2 separate regions of the Rattus norvegicus genome follow, and region 2 is linked to region 1. The links are chromatin contacts, called in public Hi-C maps. All regions are on one chromosome and are shown on one strand. The core of a region is the stretch at or near the end of the contact, and the rest is flanking DNA. Distances in the headings are between cores, read along the strand shown.

Region 1 (6,097 bases), core at 3,230-5,729:
AGTCAGTGTGCCTCGGTACCCAGATATTGCTTTCCATTCTCTACTTAACAACAATCAAGACTGTTTGGAAAGAAAAGCAGAGTTCAACCTAGAATGTATATATTTGTAGAAAGTATGGAAGGGCTCATAGGATATGGAGGATTTAACAGCAAGCAGACATACTAACAAATGACCTAAACCAAACATTATTCTATGTGAGAGATACTAGAAACATCCCTTGTAAAATTGGGCACAGGGTAAGGACCCTCGCCCCCCGCTGCCGCCCCAGTGCTATTTCTGTGCCTATTGTGATGGTCAGCACCGATGTAATTCCTGAAAAGAAACTGAAGCCACGAAACTCAAAGAGAAAACAATGTCTCTAGCTGGCTGTATAATTAAGACTAATTTACTTGGAAAGAATACCTACACAAAGGAGTACAAAGGACTGGAAAGATGGATCTGCGGTTCAAAAGACATATTGCTCTTAAGGAAGACCCAAGTTCAGTTCCGCGAACATATATCAGAGAGCTCACAGCCTCTCATAACTACGCTACAAAAGGAATCTGATGCCTCTAACCTATACCAGCACACACACACACACACACACACACACACACACACACACACACACAAAGTTTGGTTCCTAGCATCCTTGCTGGGCAGCTTACAACTGCCTGAGACCCTCAAGCTCCAGGGAATCTGAAGCCTTTAGGCACCATAAACATCTGTGCACATGTACACATACACAGAAACAAACATACACATTACTTAAAAGTTATAATAAATTTTTATTTAAAAATAGTTGAAAGATCCTGCCTCTTGGCACCTTTGCATTGAGAATAACATCTTTAACACATTTAAGTTGTAGAAATACAGAGGTGGCATCTCACATCAGCAGGAAAAATTATCACTTCAGTAAATGGAGCACTAGAGCCAAAGAGAGAGCTTGGCATCTGAGAGCACTGGCTGCTCTTCCAAAGGACCCGGGTTCAATTCCCCGCACCCACATGGCAACTCACAACTGTTTCTAACTCCTGTTCCAGGGGATCTGATACTGTCACTTGGCTTCCATGGGAACCAGGAATGCACGTGGTGTACACACATACATGCAGGTCAAGCAACCATAGACATAAATAAAATTTTAATTTAAAAATAAAAATAAGTAAGTGGAGCAATAAGCAGATATACTTGTAGTCCGGGAAGACTTGGATTTCTTCATCACATCATCTGCCAAGCCCAACTCCAGACGCATTAAGGACATAAATGTCAACACAAAACTTTTGCTTTGAAAAGGAAAAGTTAAGCACAAGGCCCTGGGTTCGGTCCCCAGCTCTGAAAAAAAGAAAAGAAAAAAAAAAAAAGGAAAAGTTAAGTAACTTTTCTTTTTAACCTGTAGTAACAGATGACTCATTTTAAAAGACAGGAAAAGCATTAACTGTGAAACACAGATCTCTCCAGTTGGCTATTTAAAAATTACGAAGGTATTCATCAAAAGAGAACTGAAAAGTCACATGGCAGACTGTGAGCAAATGTTCTGCAAGCATGTGACTGGCCAAGAGTTAGCCTCGAGAAGTCCTACATGTCAGTTACAGACATAGGAGCAAGTCATCAGAGGGGCTGAGACACTTGTAATTTTTAATTTAGTATTATTATTGAAGCGAGTGTGTGTGTGTGTGTGTGTGTGTGTGTGTGTGTGCATGTGTGTGTGCATGTGTGTGTGTGCATGTGTGTATGCATGTGTGTATACATGTGTGTATGCATGTGCCCCAGCACACATGTTGAGGCAAGAGGACAACTTTATGGAGTGATTCTCTCCTTCCCCTTAAGTGGGTCCTGAAGTGGAAGTTTCTGGTTGTGTCACACAGGTGATGCAGACTCATATGGTGTCTTGCTGAGGCAAGACGTGTGGGAGGACACGCGATGTTTGCAGAGAGTGTAACTAGGACTCAACAGACAGTGACAGGAGTTTGCATAGCTAACCTTACAACATTCCGTCTTTGCTGATCTTTATTTCATTGAGAGAGGCATAGCAGAGAACTTCTCCTGTCGTCCTGGCTGGTTCTGATCCCTCCCACTGACTCGTACCCATTCAGTGGAGGCCTGGCTGTTTCTGCTGGATCGTGCCACCACTGCTGATTCATGTTTGGTCTCCTGACACTACTGAACTGAACTGCTGGTATCCTGACAAATGGAGATTGGAATCTCCCCTAGGAACTACTTCTGAAGAGGTCCACATCCTCTTGTCCTGTTTACCATCTTTCTCCTCATCTTTGGATGGTAAACGAAGGGGGTATCGAAGCATTTGAGAACCCTTAGTAAAAGTAGGTTTTCAAAAATCTAAGCCCACAGGGTTCTAGGCATGGAACTTTGACCTCTCACTTGTGAGACCAGTGCTTTACCCCCTGGCATCTCACTGGCCTGCTCTTCCCTTTCTCAAATGGCCGGATAATGAGTTCAATCTGTGAGGGACAGATAACTTTCACCACCAATACTCAGTCATTTTGCAAAGGCACCTAAGAAATACAGAACGAATCAACCACATTCCACAAACTTGCTTAGAAACATGAAACAACCAACCCAAAGACCTTAATTTAGGCTGGGGGGAAAAAAAACATGTTCGATAGAGTCTGATTCAGTTCATCAACATAGAATTAAATAAAACTTAGTGGCACAAAGCAGACACATGTATCAGGCTGTGGGTCAATCCCAGTCTGGGCCACCTAGGAGTCTCTGCAAATGAGGGCATCCAGGCTGACTGGACTCTCCCTCCCTCGGGCTTCTTAGTAAAGTTGGTCTAGAGCAGCCATACTAGACCTGGGAGTGACCCCTTCAGAGATTTAAATTATGATTCATAACAGTAGCAAGGTTACTGTTATGAAGTAGCAATGAAACTAAATTTATGGTTGGGGATTACCACAACATGAACTGTATTAAAGGGTTGCTGCATCAGGAAGGTTGAGAACCACTGGTCTAGGACCTCATCCAGGCATGCTCAGCTTGACTTCACAAAGCTCCTTGTGTGCAGCAGAGCACTCTAAACCTTTGCATACAGTGGCAAAGGGTGTAGTGGCAACAGTAAAGGAGCAGCTGTCAGGCAGGGACAGCTCAAGGCTCTGCTTTCCCTATTTCTTTCAGCAAAGTAGGTCACATGACCAAGTGTGCACGCAGTGGTGCAGAACTGACTCTACTTCATCGTTTTTTCCTTTGGGAGCTACTTTTGAGATAGAGTCCTGTGTAGCCAAGACAGACCTCCACTTCACCAAAATCCTCTCTCCTCTGCCTTCTCAGTGTTGGAGTTGCAGACATACTCTACCAAGCCTAGCCAGAATGCATTTCTTCTTTTTCTTTCTTAAGATGTGCATGTCTGTGATATGTTTGTTCCTGTGTGTCTGTGTCTGTCTGTCTGTGTGGGGCTAAGTATACCAGTATGCAGGTGATCAGAGAGGCCAGAAAGGGGGCATTAGATGCCTTGTAACTAGAGCCACAAGCATTTGTGAGCCACACAATATGGATACTGGGAGCCAAACTCTAGTTCACTGATGATGAAGCAGTAAGTCCTTTTAACCCCTGGACCATCTCTCCAGCTCCAGACTCCATATATTAAAGAAAAAAAAAAGAAGCAAATTCAAGTGGTGAAGGGGAATGTAATCCAGGACAGGGCAGATCTCTCATTTTACAGTCTACCTAAGGACAAAAGTTTAAACACTGGTGCGAATTCATAAGCAACGTCATAGCTCAGTGGCTGTAAACACCTGACTTAGAATCGCTAACCTAGCCTAAGAGCCTCTGCTTCCTGACTCCTAAAGGAAAGCATCCATGCCAATAACAACTTTATAAACAACCCACAACTGTATTTTGCATACAGATCTCTGATCCAAATGAGTCATCTGAGACACTTCTATACAAATGCTATTTATTTTTAATGGTGATTCCCAACAAAATAAGCCAGCATTCCTCCCTAGCCTCACAAGATTTTTCAGAATTGGGGTAGGGATGAGGAGAAATTTTCAATTTTTAAAACCTTTGCTTAAATACACCATGCAATTTTATAGTTAGAAGATCACACACACACACACACACACACACACACACACACACACCACCACCACCACCACCACCACCACCCCTTCAGTAATGCAAATACAAAAGGCTACACATTTATGTAATGAGATCTTCTCTAGTGTGGTGATGAACACTCGTGGTCCTGGTATTTGGGAGGTAGAGGCAAGGGCTTGTATAGTCCAGAAAAGTTCAAGGTCATCTCATGTTACACGAAGGCCAGCCTACTCACAAGGAACCCTGTTGCTAAATTAATTAAAATAAAATGGAGGCGAACTTTTTGAAAACTGAGAGATACCAGCCAGATGGCACAGGATTCCAGTTTCCAAATATTACCTCAGGAGAAGCCATTTCTCTCCAAACAGTCCCTGTGCATCCTGGGGCAGCCACAGCACAACTCTCACTGCACCAGCCCTGGCTGGCTAGCACTTGGCACCCTGACAAGTATTTTGCATTCAAAATGTCAAGCGCTCACCACTTCTGTTCACAGATGCAGTTCAGGGAGCCTTTCCCCTCATGCCCGGATGCCCAGGCCTTGCATCTGTGCCCTTCTGCTGGCATTCTGACAGCTGAGGGAAAGGGACGCAGGTTCCCAGCTTGGCCACTGATGTCAGTGTCCCAGTTCACTCCAGGGAGCTTTCCTTCCCCTGGCTTTGTTTCAGCCTGCCCATAACTAAATAAATAAGTGGTTATATGTTTCTACTCCTTTGACATCTTTAAAACGCCGTCCCTTCCATACCCCTTCTATTTTCTCAAATAAGAGAAATTTGTCAGAAACGATCACGTTTCCCTTTGCAAAAAAGAAATAATCAAGATTATCCTGGGCTACATAGTGAAATTGAGGCCAGCCTGGGTTACATGAGCCCCTATCCTAATTAAGTCAATCAATCAGCCAATAAATGAATAAATATATATGAATGGATGAATGAATGAATGAATGAATGAATGAATGGATAGATGAATGAGTGTATTTAAGGTTCTGGGGCCTGGAGAGCAGGCTAAGAGTGCTTTTTTGGTCTTGCAGAGAACCAGAATTTCAGTTCCCAGAACCCATGTCAGACAACTCACAACCATTTGATAACCCTCTTTTGGCCTCCACGAACTCATACATACAAAAAGACCCATATGCATAATTGAAAATAAAATACATCATAAAATAAAAAGGTTCTAAAGTTCACTTCTTGCCCATAACCAACTATGGATGGGAAATGGCGACATATATTTTTTACAACCTACTTTTATTAAAGTTCAACCTCCCCTCTAGCCTACCACCCACCAGAAAAGAAAGATTATTAGGATATGGGGAAGTGGACCTGTTTAGACATAGTTCTTTGGGGCAACTCCAATCTTCATTGTTCTCAGTCCAGTCCACTAGGAAACATTGATTATGAACCAGCAGCTGTAGACCAGTCCACTCAGCGGACCCCACACACAAATCAGCAAGGGCAGTTCAGTCCAGAAGGAACCGTAGGCTCACCAACTGACCCAAGTCATTGGAATTGACAAGAAGCTACAGGAACCTCATGAGAAGATTTGTGGCAAGTTCCCCTGTGAAGTCACTACAATCAAAGCACAGCAATACAATGTAAGGTAAACCACTACACGTGTGTCATCAGCAAAGAATAGCGAGACCGAGCAAAGCGAACCAATACTTGCGCTTCCACTGTCTGTGGGGTCATATTTACATTCTTTCTAAACATCACATGTCCTTTCATATGTCTGCCATAGCAAACCATCCTTTCACCTGTGTCTGCTTTAGCAAAACATTGTTTCAGGTGTGTCTGCTTTAGCAAAGCAACCTCTCCCGTGTGTATCGTTTGACGTAACTGGCTTTCTAAAGAAACCAGAAGTTTGTACTTCAGGGAAGACTACATTAAGTGTCTTCCTCACTCGGTTACCCTGCTTATAAAACAGAAAACTTTACTATCGTAAGAGCTCTGTTCTTCTGTTTAGACATAGTCCTTTGGGGCAATTCCAATCTTGGTTGTTCTCAGTCCAGTCCAGTAGCAAACACCACACACGAATCAGCAGCTGCAGACCTGTTCACTCATAAGAACTC
Region 2 (6,903 bases), core at 1,673-4,172, 100 kb after region 1:
TTTGAGGCTGGTTGTTCAGTAAAGATTTGATATTTGCTGTCACTGAGCCTGTTCCAGTACATAAGCACAATACTGTGTCATAGTCCAAGGAAGGGGAAAGATAGGCCTGTAAAACAAACAAACAAACAAACAAACAGGCCAGCCACGACACTCGCTTTTGTTTCAGTTCAGTTGTAGAAGGCAGGAATAGATAGATGAACTCCCTGTTTGGGGCACTACAGGAAGGCTTCTCGGAGGAAGTGGCATTTATAAAATCAGATGATTGTATAGTTGACTATGGAGCAAAGGACTTAAAAACAGAAAAAGACTTAGAAAACCCAAGGAAGCAACCTGAAGTTGTTGAGTTCTGAGGCTGGGGAAGTAAATTGGTATCCCCAGCAAGAACCATGCTTCATGTCAAGGAACTTGTGTTTTAAGGCCGGAAGGGGGGATCCTTGCTACCTTTAAGTGGGACTTGGATGTGAACAAGAGTTCCCTTTGGCTCTAGCCTGGTGAGAAGTTGTACATAGAAGCAGAAAAACTAGTTAGAAGGCTTTTAGGCAGTCCAAATGGAAAGAAAGTGCTGAACTAAGATAGTGCTGGTGTGGGAGGGAAGAAGCAGAGAGACGTATGTTAGAGGAGCTTAAGGAATCATATTGAAAAGACCTGAAGTATGTGCACTGTTGGATGGGGAAGTGAGGAACGTGACCAGAGATGCTTAGGCCCTGCCTCTCTGGGTAGGATTGTCCATGAATGCAAAAGGATGACAGACAGTGTTTGAGGGAGAGGGCTGTGTGGTGGCTAACATGGCCACCACTACCTGTTAAAAGGGTTAATGGAAGGACACACTGGAAGTAGCTTGTTCCTTGGTCAGAGAGGGGAGCCGGTATTTTAATACAGAGTAACATGTGGGCTGCACACAGTCCAGCTATTGCATATAGCCTGCCAGCCTTCTGACGGTCCCTGAGCTGTGTTCCTTGTGTGCCTATTCAGCTGTGCCATACACAGTTAGCACAAAGTGAAGTGGACAGCGTTTGGCATAAAATGATTAAGTGAAGGCTAGAAATTAAAAATACAAAGCTAAAATTAAGAATTTTGAAGGGATCGTTGATGTTTTGTTTTGTTATTTTTATACCCAACAAGGAGAGGGAACTGTTTACCGAAAAATAAGCAAATGAGTTTAAAGAAAGCCCAGATGCAACAGCAGGGATAAAGAAAGCAGAGGGTAGGGTAAGGAGGATCCGGTGCAGGTGTGGAGGAGGCGATGCTCTTTGACTGCTGTGAAGGAAGCTAGCACACGAATAGCCATTAGAGAATAGCAGACGAAAAGCAGAAGTTAGTCATAGAGCACAGCGGCTCTACCCTGAGGACCAGGGTTCAGTTTCTCCCACTTGTATTACTTCAGAGTCAGGGGATCTGACGCCCTCTTTAGGCCTGATGCACATGCACACATGTGGGCAACCCCTATGCACATCAGACTCACTAGCACCACTTACAGGTGGAGAGATAAATAGCATTTCTGCTTATTGGAACAGTCGTAGCATGAGACCAACTGTGCCTGCAGTGACTCCATGAAGACAGTGCACATACCCACCGTGGGACACTCCACAGGCTTGTCTTCCACAGTAGCATAGGGGAAACTGGACGCTGTGATGGGGAGACTAGACACACAGGCTCCTGATGCCTCTTGGCTGTCACATACTGAGACGCTGGCTGCAGAAGCAGAGAGTGGAGGAAACAGTGATTACCAGAGGCGGGAAAACAGGACAGTGAATAAGAGGGATGGGTTTGCTGTTACAGAAATGCACTTGAAGCAAGTTAAAAGGCTGAAACCTTAGCCAAGAGTTAAATATAAATGGTTTCACACTTATCTTTGTATATATGTGCACAGGTAAATGTGCATGTAAGCACACCAGGGCACACACTTGGATGTTGGGGGACAATGTGAAGAGCTTTGTTCTCCTTCCAGACTTCCAGTGGAATGAAAGTGTATTTTGTATTTGATGGCATGAAGAAGGCACTTGTGTTTGTATCAGTTTGCTAAAGTGAGTTTGGGGACACTTAAAAAAAATGTTTCAGGAAAGAAATGTCTCAGAAGTTTGGGGAATGTACAGTGCTGTCCCTTTTGGAGCCTAGAGATGAGCCATTAGACCAGGCAAGTCTCTGGGGAGCAGGACAGTTGGGATGTTTCTCTGTAGCCGACCTGCCCAGCTCCCCAGGGACTCTTTTCTGGAGGAGCCCCTGTCAGTCCCCGGTGACAGTTTCCCAGGACTGGGTAGACCACTGCTACAGAGAAGAGAAGATGAGTTAAGATCTTTACCGGGAAACATACGAGCTTTTAAAGGGTGGAGACAGAAATGCTCAGGGTTGTGACTGTCATCCCGAGGGATGAGTGTTCTGTCATAGCCAGATGTTCTGGCCAAAGGATGAGAGCAGTGGACACAGTCTTCATCTGCAGACGAGGAGCTGGCTGGTTCCCAACACAACTGTGTCTGTCCAGCCATCGAACACTTGCATAGAAAATGGGACTTTCTATTTTTAAAAAAAGTTCATTTTTTTCATTTTCTTTTTTTTTCCATTTTTTTTCATGATACTGAACAGAATAGTCATCACCCATCACCCTACTCTACCTACTACTCTACCTTTGTTTTGTTTGGAGCTTTGATACCACAAATGGTATTTGGTTATTTGAGTTTTTCTATGAGTGTGCGCGTGTGCATGCATGCGTGTGCGTGTGTTTGTGTGTGTGTGTGTGTGTTCATATAATTTTTCTTTGTGAGAATGCTTTATGGGGTAGGGATTTCTTGAGAGTTAAATTTTACCCACTCGGGAGTTACTCTTTATTCTGCTTTTGTGTGTAATCCGCTCCGCTTTGCTAGCTTTGAGGAGCTTGACCTCCCAGTCGTTGCTGGCAAGGTGCCTCTCTGGAAAACAGTAACTGTCGTGTCATGACACTAGCCTATGTGGCAATGGCTTTTCTTTAAGCTTGCCTAAGTCATAAAAGCAGCACTCCTTCTAGGGAGTGAACAAAGTTCTAAACAAACCAGTAAGAACCAGTGATCCCAGATTCCTCTTCCTACAATAGTTGATGTCTTTGGAAAGGAAACCAGGTTTTGTGGCACTTACAGCCCCCTTGCTCAGCCAAATACCACAAGGAGTAATAACATGGATATTGGTTTGGAGGTTTTAAAAGCTCAGAATTCTGCTACTTTGGGTGTTGGTTAGTTTTGATGGTGGGGATTGAACCCAGGACATTGGTCTGTACCACCAAACCACACTGTCAGCCTCTGCTAATTACAACTTTTTAAAAGTTGAGTTTAACTTTCGATTATGTGCATGCATGTCTGTTTACAGTTGTGGGTGTGAGTGCAGTTGCCCACTAGGTCCAGAGGAGGATATCAGTGCCAGGAGTTACAAGTATCTGTGAGTTGCCTGACAGGGTTATGGAGAACCCTGTTAGAGAACAGGATGCACTGCTTACCAGAAAGCTCTCTCTCCAGCACCCTGCTAATGATTTGTTTGTGAGACAGTTGGATAAGCACGTGTATATTATGGTCCCTCCTCATAAGGGGTTAGGGTTAGGTTCTCTGTCTTTTTGACCTGAGAGACAACCCAGACAGGAAGGGGCTCTTTGGCTCATGGTCTCAGTAGTTAGTGCCAACCTATTGTGGCAAGGAGGAGAGGGAGCACAGAGGTTCACAGTATGGTAACTAGTAGAGAGAGTGAACAATTCAGGCACAAGAATCTTCCCCGGTGACTAATTTCTTCCAGAGAGGACTTCTCTTCTGTAGTTCCTAGAATCTCCTAAAATACTGCCACCATCAGGGTCCAGGACTTCCACAGGTGAGCCAGTAGAGTGTTTATAGACAATGCATACGTCCTATCTAGAATGAAAGACTCACCTAGAAACAGTGGTATCAACTCTGCTAACTGCCTTGCACATGTTATTTAGTTACCTTGATAGCGATATAAGGGCCTTCTAAATGAGGAAACTGAGGCATACCAGTGATTTGTTTAGAGACCCTAACAGTAGGTGCGTACCAGAGACAAAAATTCACATCTTAGTAACTTACTAAGTCACTGACGGGACAAATCTATGTATGGCTTTGGTCTTTGCTGAGAGTGGCTGTGAAAAACAAGGAAGCATCATGAACACACGAGAGTGTGCAGTGTCTTCTTTGACTGTGTCCTGGATCAGTTCCTGCAGCCAAGCAAGGCCTGAGAATGGCTGCTGTCCAGTGGCTTGTCTTGGTCAGTGCTGCTCACCCCTGCAGTGAGGAAAGGGAAATGTGTCTTCCCATAGCTCATAGCTTAGCTGCTGACACCAGGATGTTTTTCTTGGCTTGTCCCTTTGATGTCATTTCTTTGCACATCTGTTTCATAAATTACTCAAGGATTTCCCTGAAAACTTGCCAGATTAAATCAGAAAGTTGGTGGCTTGTGGGAACAGGACTTCTAGTTATATTTTAGGACAACTTTAGACAGAGTGGAACACATTGGTTTTCATGAATCTCAGAAATTTATACATGAACTTGGTTAGTGTTGCTTCCTCTACACTGACACAAAATAGTGGGAATTTTCCTAGAGTGTTAGGTATGTGATCTTATAAACAAGGGAACACATTTCTTGAATGCACATGTTGAAAATAGAGGGTTTTGAAATGCTCGCTCCCTCCCTCCCTCCCTACCTCCCTCCCTCCCTCTCTTCTTTCCTACCTCCCTCCCTCCCTCCCTCTCTTCTTTCCTCCCTCCCTCCCTCCCTCCCTCCCTCCCTCCTTCCTTCCTTCCTTCCTTCCTTCCTTCCTTCCTTCCTTCCTTCCTTCCTTCCGCCTTCCAGACAACATCTTCCTGTGCATAATCCAGGATGACTTGTGTGCTGGAATAACAGGCACGGGTTAACCTGGCCAGCTTGGAATGCTTATTTCTCACTTTTGGCATTTGTAGAGAATGACAGTTTAGAACCAGATGAAAAAGTATTAGATGTTGTAATCAGCTCATGTCAGTGACTGATAAATTATACTTAGACATTGCATTTACCTCTGTGATGAGTTCTAAAGCACAATGATTTCTTATTAGACATTCTGTTCAAAGTTTTAATTTATAATAAACAACTGAGAAATTTGTAGCAAAAACATAGTTTATAGTTCTGTCATGACCCAAATCTGCTATACATAGCTGGGCACAAGTCACATAGCCAAGCCTCTTACTGTGTTTCACTGTACAGATCAGAATAACTTGAGTTAATTCCAGGGATCCAATGCCCTCTTCTGGCCTCAGTTGGTATCCTTAACATGCACACATGGTTTCTGTAAACTGTAGAGTTGTTGAGTTAAAGTGTACTGCCCACAAAGATGTCTCATTTTGACAAAAAAAAAAAATGCAATTGGTTGTATATATTTGCTAGACCATAGTGAGAAAATAACAGTGTTCACAGACTACTCCCACTGTCTGGAGTCTTTAACATTGTTCAGACGGTGAAGGTAGACAGTGTTTTCATCTGTCAGGCATGTTAGGGTTTGTTCAGGAAGTCTAGTTCTCACTAGCAGTGTGTTGTTAGAGATCCCCCTGGTGGAAGCAGGGCCTGCTGCTGGAAGTTGTTCTCTTGCCTCTGTGTGTGACACTGACAGAGAACACAGTGTCTAAGAGAGGGGAAAATTTACTTTTTATCTCTTGCTAAGAAAAGATTTACTCTTTATTTATATATGTGTCTTGGTGCCAAAATAGGTCAGAAAAAGGTATCAGGCCCCTCTAACTGGAGCTCCAGGAGCTTGTGCACAGATAGCCCAACATGAGCATTGGGAACTGAATTCCCTCCTTTGCAAGAGCAGAAAGTGTTCTTAACATCTGAGCTGTCTTTCTTCTTCATCAGATACTTTGTATTTAATATATGTTAAACAAACAAACCAACAAAAAAGAGGCAGTAACTTAGAGGAGATTTCAACACAAAGTTCCTTGAGCAGATCAATGCCTACTGCACTTGATGTCCTGTGTTACAGTGCTGCGGCATTTAAAGAAACCTTTTTCTGAAGCAGGGGCTTGCTGGATATTCCAGGCTGCCTTCAATCTCTTGATCCTGCTACCTCTGTCTCCCAAGTGTGGGTGTTTCCGGAGTGTGGCTACACCAGTGCAAAGGTTGGCATTTATCAGGGAGCAGAACTGTTTCACAAAAGTGGATTATCCGCTGTCCTTTGGAAGTTCTTCAGGCGTACAGAGCAGTAAGAGGTGACTTAAATGTGGATTTTATTCTCAGTTCGGGTTTAAAATGTTGAGTTGTAGGTATTTACATTGTTCAGTGCTGGTTCACACAACATTGGTGCACACACTTCAGTTACTGTGCCACAGCACCTACTATGCAAACCAAGGCCCACAGCGTGTAATGATGTCCCTGTTGTTCATCCGAATGTCCTAACCTATAAAGTGGTTAAAATGTAGTCAGCTGTGGTACAGAATTTGATGTGCATTTTAGTAGTACTTTATTGTTTCCCTTAGAGTGTAATAATGCTCATCAGGATGAACTGGGACAATAGGAAGAAGTATAAAGAAAACAGTATTATTTGAAACTGTTGCTTGGAGCGAAGTTATTGGGTCTGTTTCTGACTGCCTTTCTGTCTTAACTGTCACCTGAATCTAACAGAACAGGGGGTCTTGGTACTCCGTGATCTTGGGGTGAACAAAGTTGTAGCTTAGACTACAGGATGGTTCTGTGAAGATGCAAACCCATCTGACCCAATTTGGAAGAAGAGGCAGAGTGGGGAAAGCACTTGCTACCACATTGCTCTTGCGTTCACAGCTGGACCTGCGTTGTGTCCACACTTCCCTTTTTCTTGGTGTATATTTTCTAGTAAAACATGTTTTTATGCTACAAGGGTAAAAACTACTTGATTGGCAGTTGCCCAAGTTCTGGGAACCCTGCTTTTCTGCTCTT

Evidence for each region. A called contact is a pair of places that touch in the nucleus more often than the background predicts.
Region 2: a Hi-C map of kidney shows a contact between it and region 1, with 2.9 times the contacts expected there. The contact joins two enhancer-like sites. A contact is called at or near these places in 11 of 12 Hi-C or Micro-C datasets (the A7r5 cell line, the Rat2 cell line, Schwann cells and 7 more) and 1 of 1 datasets of contacts at active chromatin or transcription factors (oligodendrocytes).

Annotation. Positions count from the first base shown.
Region 1 is chr10:30,716,817-30,722,913 of GRCr8, forward strand. It overlaps LOC120095082 (a long non-coding RNA gene), which reads right to left. Exons shown (of 3, transcript XR_005490169.2): 2 at 5,963-6,097; 3 at 1,106-1,311. Among named protein-coding and RNA genes, the nearest start is that of Clint1, 80 kb to the right of the region's middle. Within about 2 kb of position 4,480, at least 5 of the 93 cell types and tissues checked have an H3K27ac peak or open chromatin away from gene starts, as enhancers often do. A contact at or near this core is called in kidney, where this site is marked.
Region 2 is chr10:30,817,984-30,824,886 of GRCr8, forward strand. The region is part of intron 1 of Clint1 (clathrin interactor 1); the gene reads left to right. Among named protein-coding and RNA genes, the nearest start is that of Clint1, 21 kb to the left of the region's middle. Within about 2 kb of position 2,923, at least 7 of the 93 cell types and tissues checked have an H3K27ac peak or open chromatin away from gene starts, as enhancers often do. A contact at or near this core is called in kidney, where this site is marked.